3 separate regions of the Mus musculus genome follow, and regions 1 and 2 are each linked to region 3. The links are chromatin contacts, called in public Hi-C and HiChIP or PLAC-seq maps. All regions are on one chromosome and are shown on one strand. Each heading gives the region's core, a stretch centred on a gene start, on an enhancer-like site or on the middle of the called end of the contact. The rest is flanking DNA. Distances are from core to core; before and after follow the strand shown. Region 1 has its middle 34 kb from the start of Gm28380. Region 2 holds the start of Per2 (period circadian clock 2). Region 3 overlaps Ramp1 (receptor (calcitonin) activity modifying protein 1).

What was found. A called contact is a pair of places that touch in the nucleus more often than the background predicts. HiChIP or PLAC-seq counts read pairs in DNA pulled down with a chosen protein or histone mark.
Region 1: a FOXA1 HiChIP or PLAC-seq map of pancreatic cancer cells shows a contact between it and region 3. The contact joins two enhancer-like sites. A contact is called at or near these places in 1 of 484 Hi-C or Micro-C datasets (embryonic stem cells) and 1 of 115 datasets of contacts at active chromatin or transcription factors (pancreatic cancer cells).
Region 2: a contact with region 3 is called in a Hi-C map of CD8 T cells, with 2.1 times the contacts expected there. The contact joins the promoter of Per2 here to the enhancer-like site in region 3. A contact is called at or near these places in 4 of 39 promoter capture datasets (the C10 cell line, the HPC-7 cell line, pre-B cells and 1 more), 1 of 15 datasets of contacts at CTCF or cohesin (the NIH/3T3 cell line), 3 of 484 Hi-C or Micro-C datasets (CD8 T cells, cerebral cortex and granulocyte-monocyte progenitors) and 4 of 115 datasets of contacts at active chromatin or transcription factors (the HPC-7 cell line, memory CD8 T cells, pancreatic cancer cells and 1 more).

Annotation. Positions count from the first base shown.
Region 1 is chr1:91,575,437-91,579,504 of GRCm38.p6, forward strand. No RefSeq gene overlaps it. Among named protein-coding and RNA genes, the nearest start is that of Gm28380, 34 kb to the right of the region's middle. Within about 2 kb of position 2,620, at least 25 of the 459 cell types and tissues checked have an H3K27ac peak or open chromatin away from gene starts, as enhancers often do. A contact at or near this core is called in pancreatic cancer cells, where this site is marked.
Region 2 is chr1:91,457,170-91,461,222 of GRCm38.p6, forward strand. It overlaps Per2 (period circadian clock 2), which reads right to left and starts at 2,159. Exons shown (of 23, transcript NM_011066.3): 1 at 2,004-2,159. It overlaps Gm35591 (a long non-coding RNA gene), which reads left to right. Exons shown (of 3, transcript XR_003948694.1): 3 at 1-601.
Region 3 is chr1:91,191,285-91,195,388 of GRCm38.p6, forward strand. The region is part of intron 1 of Ramp1 (receptor (calcitonin) activity modifying protein 1); the gene reads left to right. Among named protein-coding and RNA genes, the nearest start is that of Ramp1, 14 kb to the left of the region's middle. Within about 2 kb of position 2,172, at least 76 of the 459 cell types and tissues checked have an H3K27ac peak or open chromatin away from gene starts, as enhancers often do. A contact at or near this core is called in CD8 T cells, the HPC-7 cell line, memory CD8 T cells and 2 more, where this site is marked.

The DNA of each region.
Region 1 (4,068 bases), core at 1,370-3,869, 380 kb after region 3:
CTCCTGGAGCAGGGATGATAATGTGTCCCCCCTTCCTGTTTCCAACAGCCCAGGGCTTCCTTGCTTCTCAGAGCTTTGTGTCTCTGTCTTGTAAATAGAAATGTTGGCATGGCTCTCTCTCTCTCTCTCTCCTCAGACTCCCTGTTGCTGTGGACTGAACCCTGTTCGTTGAAATCTTGGAAGTGCTGTCCGTCAGTGTGTCTGGATTTGGAGATGGGCCCCGAGGGAGTTGAGGAAGCTAAGTGAGATCATTAGGGTGGACCCTGATCCACCGGGCTGGTGACGTAAGAAAAGGAAGAGACACCAGCGGAGAAGCTGGGTGAGGGCAGAATGGGAGTCAACCGCTGAAGCCAGATGATTGCTCTCACAGGTGGCTGGCCGCATGGCATGATGGTCTTGCACTTCCAGCCCCCAGAGCTGTGAGAGAATAGATTCACATTGCACCATTTGCTGAGTGTGAGGGTATGTTGTTAGGGAAGCCTGGACTGCCACCTCTCACTGAGCACTGACCCCACCCTGAGAGAGTTCCTTCTGCTACCCACTTTACCCTATACTGGGGAGACCACACATGCTTCCCCGGTTTATTTTTTTATTAAGAACATGGCTTTGGTTCATGTATGCCAGGTCAGCTCTCTACCAGTAAGCTACACCACCAACCCTCTTTATTAGGCTCAGGGTCTCACTTAGTTATCATGCTGTAGGCAAATCCATGGTAGCACTTGGCTCAGCCCAGTGTAGCCTTGGGCTATATTAGAAAGCAAGCTGAGCAGGCTGTAGAAGGCAGGTCAGTAAAGGGTGTTCCTCTATGGCTTCTGCTTCAGTGTCTGCCCTGAGTTCCTGTCTTGGTTCCCCTAATGAAGGACTGTGATCCAGACATGGAAGCCAAATGGACCCTTTGCTCCCCAGGGAGTGTATGTGTGTGTATACACATGCATACATACATTTATGTGTATACATACACACATATGTACATATGTGCATGTATATGTATATTTACATAGACATGCACATATGTACATATGTATATGTATATATGTATTTATATTTCATATTTAGCATGTATACATCATAGCCCTCTAATCCATATACCCCATACCCTCTACACTCTACCCCCACAATCATGCACACTACAAACATTCATCAAGTCCCATATCCTCCCCAATCCATATCATATGTGCCATATACACAATGTTCTCCATACTCTTGACAGTTTCCCTTACATACACTTTGCATGCCCTGTATATACACACCATAAGCCACACCAATCTCTCTCTCTCTTTCTCTCTCTCTCTCTCTCTCTCTCACACACACACACATACACACACACACACTGTACATACACATGTGGGATTTATCACAATTACTATACCACACTATACCCACCAAGGTTACTCACTCCTACATCACACATAACATTTACTATAACAATATATACCATATGTACTAAATACAAAACATAGCCCACACACCACATACTATATGCTCTGAATATCCTACAGCTACATATAATGATCACTCCTCACTTATATACCATAAATAGCATAAACAACCCCACAACCCCCATTCCCCAACATATATCACATTTGCTTCTGAAATTACCATATTCTCATACCATATATCACATATATCATATACCACACACCAGTGAATATAAACATCATGTAGCATATATATTCACCCATATTACATATACCATATAACATACTGACTTACTCATACCACACACACCAATTTCACATGCCATATATACCACACACATACCATTCCACACATACTGTATGTGTACTACATACCCTATATGACACACACATTCATTCTATATCACATTACATATATCACACATCTTGTATAACCCACATACACACACCCTACACCACACTCTCATTTGTCCAACTCCTTACACAAGCATACCCAAACCTATGTGTATATTCCCGAACGTTGTTTTCATTGCTAGAATCTTGGGTATGGGGACTGGGGATGGAGCCTGGTCTCCTACACCTCCCTTTCCATGCAGGAGTGCCCATTGCTGAAGGACTCGGTAGGTTCTTATGGTGTGTTGACAGTGTCTTCCAGTGGCTGTGCTGGTGCTAACCTGGGTTACCCATGAGCATGGTAGATGATGCTATCTTAGGGCTGAGTGGGACTTAAATCAGCCTGCTGCCCTGAGGAGAGCAAGGAGATGGTGGGGGTTGGTCTGGAGCTGAGACACAGACACATTTTTTTTCTTTTTTTTTTTTTTTTTTTGTATCTCCAGTGAGTCGGGTAGCAGCTGCATGAAGCTGGTTTGATTGTACAGATGCTGTTGGAGCTGGTAGGGGAGGCAGTGTGTCCTGTCCTTCTGGACAGACAATGGAAGTGTCTTGCTGGGGTTTGTTGTTTGCTCTGCAGAGTAGGGATGCTCAGTCACACACCGGATGGACTCTGACTCTCTTGGATTCTAATGTTCTGGGGCCTGTGGACCTCAAGGGACGCCTAATCCTCATAATAGAGGTGACCTTTGGATACTAGGATTTTTCCAGAACAACATAGAAAGTTGGACTTGAGGGAGGGTGGACAGATGGTGGCCTGTATAAAGGCCTGTGGTTTGTGGCTCACGTTTAGTGATATCATCCTGGATAAGGTCTGAGTCAGCTTTTAGCTGGCACAGGTTCCTAAACACTGCTCAGTGGGCCAGGGCCTCCTTCCCATGATGCCCCACATCCCACAAAAGACTTTCCAAAAGTTGCCTCTCATTAGCCTCACCTTTGGCCTACATGGCTGAGGCTGGGGGTGGGGTTCACATTCTTACAAAGTGTTTAGAATTGTTCAAAAGTGGGAGAGGCCGCCCTTTGATCACAGTCTGAGTGGATATTGCGCTCTGGCCATCATCATTCTGACAAACTTCCTCCCCTCCCAAGCCTCCCTCCCCGCCCCACTCAGAAAGGCCCGGAGCTGGGCTGGAGTGACCTGGACTGTGGGTCCTCCTGCACCCTGCAAGGTCGGCTCACCATGGCAGTCAGCAGCTATTTTCATGGCCTCCCTTCCTGTAGGGCCTGTTCCCCAGAGGGAGTCTGTGGGCCTCCTCTCAATAAAAACTCACCAAGGACTTAGACATAAGGAATCCTTCTACTGCAGGGCTGATTTCCCCCTTATCCCCCCCGCCAAGGCCTGATCCAGCCCTGAGAATTCTAAAAGCTGGGGCCCTGGATTGTTCTGATTCCACAGAGCCAGTGTCGCTGTGGGGCCAGCAGGGGCTGTGGATAGAGGACAGAAGAGATGAGAACTGCTTTGAGGACAACTGTTGGTTGCAAGGAGGCCCTTCCCCCGCTTCACATCCTGGTTCATACTGTTGGGAGAGAGTAGAATTCTCTAAATGTCTTCAACCCATACACTTGGGGAGACTTTGGGACAGAAAGGAAGTGGTTCAGAGTGGTCCAGCTCTTGTGTTCTGCTCCTACATGGATGCTCGCTAGTACCTTGAATACTTCTACTACCTTGAAGAGGGGAGGCCCAGCCTCAGGACACTTGCCTGCCTGGCACCCTAGCCTCCATAGCTTGACCCTCCTACTACCATTCCTACCCAGGCTTCTTGGATGCTGTGGGCCCCTCCCTGATCATTCCTGCTCTGAAGCCATGTCTGATCTCAGGGATGTTGAGCCCTCTTCTGCTTCATCTTCTGTTTCCAGTCACCTACCCTGACCATACATAAATGGTCTGATGGGTCTGTGTATGCCATTTACTAGAGGCCCTAAGGAGTCCCATGGTTTTGTGGGGACTTCATACCAGAGGTCTGTGGGGTAGAGCCATTTTTCATGGCAGATCTGCTGCCCCGAGGGCCACTCCAAGCCTATCCCGGATGGATCTTTATTCTGTGTCAGGGATGAGCTTGCCTGGCTTGCGGACCTCTGAGTGGAGCTAGAGCCCTCCTTTGTGCCTGCCCACCCTATTTGCTGGGTGAACCACAGGCTCTGGCCTACCACTGAGGTCCACCCAGGAAAAGAGAAGCTCTTTGGATATATTCTAGGCATCATGTACACCTCTTGGAAGTTGGTCTTTGTGTATCATTCTATGTAAGTAAAACCACCACCA
Region 2 (4,053 bases), core at 909-3,408, 270 kb after region 3:
TCTCTCCCTGCTTCTAACTTGCTCTAGACTCTAGAGTTGCCTATAGTGACCGGCTTGTTAGGATCATACTCCATGAGCAAAAGGCTTCACGTGAGGGCCACATCCCCAGTGGGAAGTGCCATGGCTTGGGGACAGGCCAGCAGAGGCTCTCTGCACCCACTTGTTCTCCCAGGAGTCTGGTGCTAAGCAGCTTCCCACAAGCATTGGGTGAAGAGGGTTCCGCAGGGCTGTGGGCTATGCGTTTCTAGTCACTTAACACAGTCATTTTCAAGGGTCACTCCAATATCTAGTGAGGCTCTTTCTTCTTTCTCCATGCTCAGCCATTCACCAGCTCCTCAGAGCTGGAGCCGGGGGTCCACTGAGATTGGAGGAAATTATACCATTATAATAGGCTCCCATACCTCTCAGGGTTTTCTAGGTTTGGAGTTTGAGAGAGGAGCTGTATAAATATCAGGAACCTCTCCTAGTTCATTTAAGCACAGCAGCTACGTCTCACACAGGGACGTTATGTGACACCAGCAGGGTTTCACAAACTTCTCACATCTTAGTTAGGCAGGTGCCTGAGAAAAGGGTCTGCAGATACAGAACTCCAAACGTGCACAGGGCCAGATCTCAGAGACTGTCTCAGATGAGGAAACTGGAGCCCAGGGTAAGCCGAGGTACCCAGTAGCTGCCAGCTGGCTGATGCAGGGCTCCCTCATTGCTCAGTACTCCAGCCTCCACACACAGCCTGAGCTGCGCCACTTATGTACCAATGAATCACACCAAGATGACAGTGACAGATAACTGCAGCCACCCACAGTACCATTCCATTCGGGCACACTGTACAGCTACCATTAAAATAAAGGAGTCCCTGGCTTTCTTAGATTCCAACAACGTACACAAAGTGGTGCTTTCCATATCTTAAAACACACACACACACACACACAAAACCGACTTTTTTAAATTAAAGCCTTGAGGCAGACAGACTCTGGTTATCAGACGAATCCGACCTAGACTCCAGAGACTAAGACAGAGTGGACATGCTTCCCTTCAGGTTTGCACCTCTGGTAAGCATGTGGACCAAGGAGGAGAAACAGATCCTGAGACTGCCAGGCCTGGTTTTTACAGTGGTACAGCTTGCCAGCCTGTGGCTGTGCCTCTTCAAGCTAGGGGTTACCCTGGATGATTTCCAGGGAGCCTTCTGGCTCCCTTGTTCCGTATGAATCAGCTTTCCAAACTGGTTCCTTGTGTATACGTTACAGAAACCCTGGCAACCAGGGTTCTTGCAGAAGAAGCAGGCCACCGCCCACCTCTTGGTCCATGTCTGTGCTTGGCAGCCAAGGTATGTCTCAAAGGATGACGATGTGACTGCTCCAGCTTAAGAGTGGACCTCTCCCCCCTCTCCTGACATACTCCCAGTCCATCTGGAGACAGGAAATACTGGCGTGGAGGATGCCACGGAAATCAAAGTGGGTGGACAAAGTGGTCTCCCTGACATAGGGGCGGGGAGGGGCAGGTGTGGCTTGGCACTGGGTATTTCTCTGTTTAACCCCTTTCCCACCGCTGGGAGTCAGTGCCTACCAGTGGTCCTTCCCCCAGGGCCAGACTTGACTCTCTGAACTCATAGCAGGAAGCCAGCTCCTTAGGGGACCCTCTGGACCCATCCTAGGAACAGTTTGCACTGACCCTGGCTTCCTTGGACAGCACCATGGGAGTCGGCGTGCTCAGTCTGGTGTCGTGATCACTCAATGTCTCTGTGTCCTCGGACAAGATGCCTAACTAATCTCTCCGACCTCAGTGCCTAACCTGAGAAATGGGGACAGCAGTGTGAACCTGGAAAAGGGTCACCGCGCAGTTCCATCTACATTCTGCCGAGTTGCAGCCGTTTGCACAGTCGGCAACTCCTGGCTCAGGACCCCAGCTCCAGCTGTCCGAGCCGCCGGTTACGTAAGACGACCACGGCCGTCCAGGTCCGCGCCACCGCCCAGCACCGCGCCACCGCCCAGCGCCGCGCCACTCACCGCTTCGCCGCGTCAACCCGCGCGTCTGTCCCTTGCTCGGCCCGTCACTTGGTGCGCTCGGCCTGCGCCGCAGCCGCCCGGAGCCGCTAGTCCCAGTAGCGCCGCTGCCGCCGCGTCGCCCTCCGCTGTCACATAGTGGAAAACGTGACCGCGCGCGCTGAGCCCGCCCCTGCGCGCGCCATTGGTCGGAGTGCCACCTCATTTGCATACTGGCGGGGCGGAACCTGAGAGCTACGCTCATCAATTGGTGGAGACGCCCGTCGCTCTCTTTACATAAGACGCACATGGAACTCCATGTTCGCCGCCCGGGTTCCTCAATGAAGATGCTGCGCGCTCTTGCGCCCCCCCGCGCCCGGGCGAGTAGGCTCGTCCACTTCCGGCCTGCGGGACTTCCATTCACCTGGCACGGCGGTGGCCCGCTCGTGCAGCCCCGGAGTGGCGCGTACCACTGCGGCGCGGGGGAATGGTGCTTGGCCGCTGCGCAACTCACAGCCGGCAGAGACCAGGGCCACCGGCCTATCACCTGCGACGACGTGACCAGCCTCGGTAATCCGAAGGACCGAGAATGCTCTCTGCTGACACCTTTCGCTCATCCAGCCCAGTTCATTCATTTCCCCTCTCATTCATTCATGGCGAGACGCTTGAGGGCAAATAGGACGGCCCCTCTGGATCTGCTGCTGAGCACCTTCCCAGGACAGGCTGGGTGACCCTAGGACAGGCCCCCCAGGCTGACCGTCATTCCAGATGGGCCAAAGCACAAAACTCCCACTTAGCCTTTCTTGTTTCTGAAACTGCGTGTTGCTAGTTAGTGTTGATTCAGGAAATAAGGTCATAATTGCCGTGCAGAGATACAAAGGAAAGAAGTGATTTCTTCCTGCCCTCAATCACATAGGGAGAGAAGACTGACGTTCTACAGGGAAGCTTAACCAAATGCGGTGGTGTAGTTTATTAACCTTACAGGAACTATGGAAGCGGGGTGTGCATCTGGAACAGCAGGGCTTTTCTGAAGTGGAAGCTACAGACACTAGCTAGTCAGGGGAGGGTACTCCTCCAGTGATAGGACAGCCCTGCCCCTGTGGAACCTTGGTTGAAGCTATTTGGTTCTTTCAAGAGCACTGTCTGGAAGCCTACTAAAGCGTTCAGGCTCCTGTCCAAAGGGTCAAAGGAGGGAGTAGAAGTTTCCTCGGAGCGGGTTTGAGGCTGACAGAGAACAACCTAAAGACTCATGCAAGGTGTGATGGAGAAGGCAAGCTTGTCACGTCTTCCAAGGGTAAAAAGGTCATTTGTCATTGCCAGGGAACTTGAAGCCTAGTAGCATCCACTACTCTGAATCTTCCCCTGGGGTGTCCTAGGAACCAGGAATGGAAAGGAGGCAAACATTAGCAACAGAAGTCTGCTAACAAACTGAGCTGCTGGTGTACACAGCCGGCTAACCCACATTCAAGAATTCCGTGTGGGAGCTACTTCTTTCTGTCTGCCTGGCAGGACAGGCATGCAATTCCTCAGATGCAGATGGGGGCAGAGACTAAGTTCATTTCAGCAGCCCTTTCCAAAGAAGCCCTGGGAAGCCAGATGTTGACTCACACTGCAGGGGGCAGGGCAGCACCTCTGGTTCCTCTGACACTGACACCTCACCACACTCCCCAACACACACAAACACTGAGCAGAGCTGGGCCAAGCTGCACCCTGCACACACCCAAAGGGCCTTTTGTTTCCTCGCTTACATTGACGGCAATGGTGGCTACATTGTTCTGGAAACAAGAGTACACAGCTCATCCACCTGGCAGAGTCTCCTTCATGCTCAGCTTTTTCTTGTCTTGCTCTACATTTGGCCTGCAATGTAATGTCACAGTTCCTCCCTAAGTTTAGCCTTTTCTATTTCCACCAGTAAGTCTAGAAAGACATAGTAATCAATTCTTTTGGAAACACAATACTGTGGGGACTCTAGAACTCTTTGGAATCTAATTTGTCTCTGGTTTTGGTTGGATTCTTCTTTCTTTTCTTTCTTTCTTTCTTTCTTTTTTTTTTTTTTTTTTTTTTTTTTTTTTTT
Region 3 (4,104 bases), core at 922-3,421:
CTAAAGTGTGTTTCTATGTTGTGTTACAGTCCTTGGTTTCATATGCTGGAGCAACTGTGTAGCCCCTGGTTACCTTGATCATGACTCACCTTGGTCTTGGTGTGTGCTTGAATTCTATATATAGGTATTTGATTGACCATTTTCATGTCTATGCTCACCAGCGAAAGTGGACTAATAGTCTTTTTTTTTTTTTTTAATTTTGAGCAGGCCTCACTATGTAGCCTTTGTTGGCCTGGAGCTCACAGAAATCCACCTGCCTCTGCCTCCCCAGGTAGTCAGACTAGAGGTTGAACATGTCAGCTGGTCTACAGGGCAGGTATGTAAAAGTGTGTTCTTCAGTTCGAATGACTGTGTAGTTTCTGCGATTGGTTTTGTTACTTATTTCTAGTTTCATTTCACTGTGGTCCCATAAGACACTAGAAAATTCCTGACTCTTTTACCTTTGTCTCTTTTACATTTGTTAAAGCATGCTTTGTGGCCTAGAAGGTGGTCTAATCTTGAGACAGACCCTTGGGCTGCCAAGATGTACATTTTACCTCCTCTACTAGGTAAAAGGTTCCAGACAGAGCTTTTCAAAAAAAAAAACAAAACTGGGGTGCCACCATTAGTGTCAAACAATGAAAACCCTTTGTTCTCCTAGGACTGTGTAGGATGAGCTGTAGGGATGTCAGAGCCACCCACACAGACAGAAGATGCCCTGAAGACCTGGTGTGGGGGGAAAGATGGTGCAGAGGATTGTTCTCAGCTTGCCCTCATGTTCTCGGGATGTCCTTGCTCTCTTCACCTCCAGTTCCTTTGTGGGAGCCATCTGTCACTGATGTAGTGTCGTGCAAATGCTGCTCCCAGGTGCCTGGTTACTTCTGGGCATCGTTGTGATGTGGCAGGGACCGTCATCTGCTAGGACTGCCCTAGAGTCTCAGAGCCTCTGAGGACAGAGGTTCCCCTAGGAACCCCCTGTGGGTTACTGCTACCTGAGAAGTCCTGAGCCCACATCTCCAGAGCGTCTGTGGTAAGCACGCTCAGGATGGCAGCCGGCACTAGCACTCTGATGTCATCCACTCGTGATGGCTTCTCTCTGTGTGTGATGCTATGTGTGCTCAGCTGAGGCACATATAGTAGTAGAGAGAAGGAGCAGAGGAGCGATGCTGAATTCTGAAGTTATGCACAGCCGAGGGGCACGCCTGTCCTGACAGGCAGCTGAGAGAGCAGCATTGTCTCCGTCTAGGTTTCAGAGGCAGCAGTCCCCAGTGGTTACATTTGCCTGCACATAGAGTCAGCCTTTTGACTCCAAAGCTTAAAGTTTGAGGCAGTTTTACTGTTTGTTGTTGCTTGTTCTTTATGAGAGATTAGGATGTTCTTCCAATTACAAAATGAAACTACTCTCTGCCTGCGGAGCTGCCCGTGGCCCCAATCCACACTCTCCAAGGCAGGAAGGGATGAGTTTATGAGTCTAGCAGAAGAAAGATGGGGCTGAGCATAGCAAGTCTCCCCCTTGGGAGGTGGAGGGGTGATCTGAGAAGAATGGGAGGTACAAGGACCAGGTCAGGTAGGGTCAGCTCTACAGCTAGACCAGGGAGGCCCAAAGACTATCCAGGAGATTTTTGTCTTGGCAGAATGCTGGGGGTGGGGTGGGGGGAAGCATTCTCCTGGAAGTGTGGAGGGGACATGATTGGTCCTTCTGGGCCCCCAGCCTCCAAGTGCCCTTTTCTGTTGGGGACCATCTCTCCACAGAGGCAGCACAGTCTCTCCTGTGTACTAGCTCTGCAGGACAGGAGTGCATCTCCTATTCCCCTCCCTGGCCCCTTCACAGGGGACTTGGGGACACCAGATCTCTTTAGCTGATCCTTGGTGTCGACATCAGCACACACCGGGTTCTAATGCATGGCACCCAGAACCTTCCCTGAGGCACCCCCTTCTCTGCCCTAAAACTGACTCTTCCAGAACAGGAAGGAAGGCCAAGTCACTCTTGATCCTCTCCATTGCCTAGCCAGTACCTTGCACCAGTGGTGACCCCAGGTACCCTGCCTTCCTTTCCTAGCTGTGTTTCCTGGCAGTGGTGTGTGGGTATCTCAGGCATTTGGTGAAAATGTATGTGCCACTCTGCTGCGTGCCAGGGACGACTGCCCCTGTGAGTCAGAAAGGAGTGGGAGGTGAAAGCAGGGCAAATGTGGTTTTAAAAAAAAGTCTTTGCCCCCTCACCCTGAGCACCCCGGATGTGGCTGTGTCTATGTCTATGGAGGGTGTGCTGGCTTCCTGCAGCTATGGGCAGCTGGAGGAGGACAGCTTGGGGCACGGAGTTCATGAAAGGGGGAGTCATATGAGGTACAAGGCAGGTCTGGGTGCCAGGAGCCATAAAGTATAGGGGATAAATGGAGAGAGGACCCTTGACACTCACACGAGGTCTCATCCCAGCTTCTGGAGCTTGCTGTACATTTGAGGCTTCCTGACTACCACAGGAAGGCTTCCACAGGGGATCCTGGTGGGACAGAGATGGTGTTACCCTTTCCCCAGCCTCCACTGTGGCTGACATGATCCTCAAGTGTGCGCTGCTGGCTCCGAGGTCCCCAGGTGTGCTCACTGTACTCTTGTGGCCTGAGCATCCATATACTGGCTGCTTCATGAGCTCAAGTGCAGTTCAAGTACTTGCTGGGGAGTGGTGCCTTGCTGTCCTCTGTGTTTCCTAGGGCTCTAGGTTGGGCCCAGAAAACTTCCAGCAGCCCCTCCATGGCCCCTCAAGAGCAGAGGTCTCTCACTGAAGGCTGTGGATTGCCTCCCAAGAGCGATTTCCATCTGTCAGCCTTTCCCTTGGACAGGTCTCCACTCACGACGGCTACTCCTTAGCTTTTCCTAAAAGTCCCCAGGTCTCAGCTTTGTTCTCAGGACTCTAGTGTGTACCAACACCTAGCTCCTTTCCTCACCAGCCCCATCTCAGAGTTGTGGGCATCTCTGTGCCAAGCCTACCATCCTGACACAACCTCCTTCAACCTCTTCCTGAGTGGCTAGCCTCCCAGGGTATCCTACCCTATCCAGTCTCGACCTATTGATTAGTGATGCCTGTGGGGAGTCTCAGACTGGCTGGCACTAGCCTGGTGGCATGTCTGCCTGCAGTGAGAGCAAGCTCAGATTTGCAGAGCTCTGCCACCAGGCCACACGTGGTTCCACATGCTGCTGGGGACAGGGCTCTGGTGTGCTATTTGGCTTTTTATTTTTAATTAAACGTAGGGCTTCAGTTTCACTGCTTTGGCCTCACTGTCAAGATACATGCTCCAGAGTCTGTTATTACCATACAAGGATGGTCCCACGCCCAACTCACTGCCAGGGAATTCACTGTGTGCCACTTTGTGAAGTTTTGCTCGGTGCCATACCACCCTGGCTTCAGAAACACTGATTCTAGCCATGCTGGGCACCCTGTCCAGACTCAGGCAGTCCTATGCCAGCCCTTTTCCCTAGACCATGGTGGGCCAAGCACATGAGTGTGGAGATCACTTTCTAGGGGATACTCCAGTTTCTGCTGCATAGCTGGGCTTCAGCCCTCATGGATATCTCCTGTCCCCTGGGGTCCATCTGTCCTGGTCAGGCAGCTGATGGCTCTGTTCCTATGATCAGAACTCTTTCTCCTCCTGTTCTCCGCCCAACTTGAAACATCTCGCTCTCTGTGAGCTACTCAGTGCCTCTGCTGTGTCCATGGCCTCAGTATCCGGGGCTGGGCTGGCAGATGCCAGATCTGTATCCTTCCAATGGTCCACCCATTAATGTATCCTTCCTGGCAGCACTGTGGGTGACACTGGGTGGTACCCTCCAGTCCCTTTGTTCCCCACCCTCTCTGTGCTCCTCAGCTCTTCCTTACCTGCCCCACCATGACAACCTCAAAGGACAGGCCTTGCCCTTTGACTTCACTCCAAGCTTCTCTAGGGTCTTATCTCAAGCCAGCACCAGAGCTACATCTTGGGCTATGAGAGCCAGGACCAAATTCAGCTCTGGTCTGCACCACCTCTGGCACTGACACTTCAACTCTTTTCTCATGTGAGGCCTCGGTTTTCTCATCAGTAAATAGATAGTTATGATAGGGCCACCCTTCAATAGAACATGATGGAGCTAACAGTT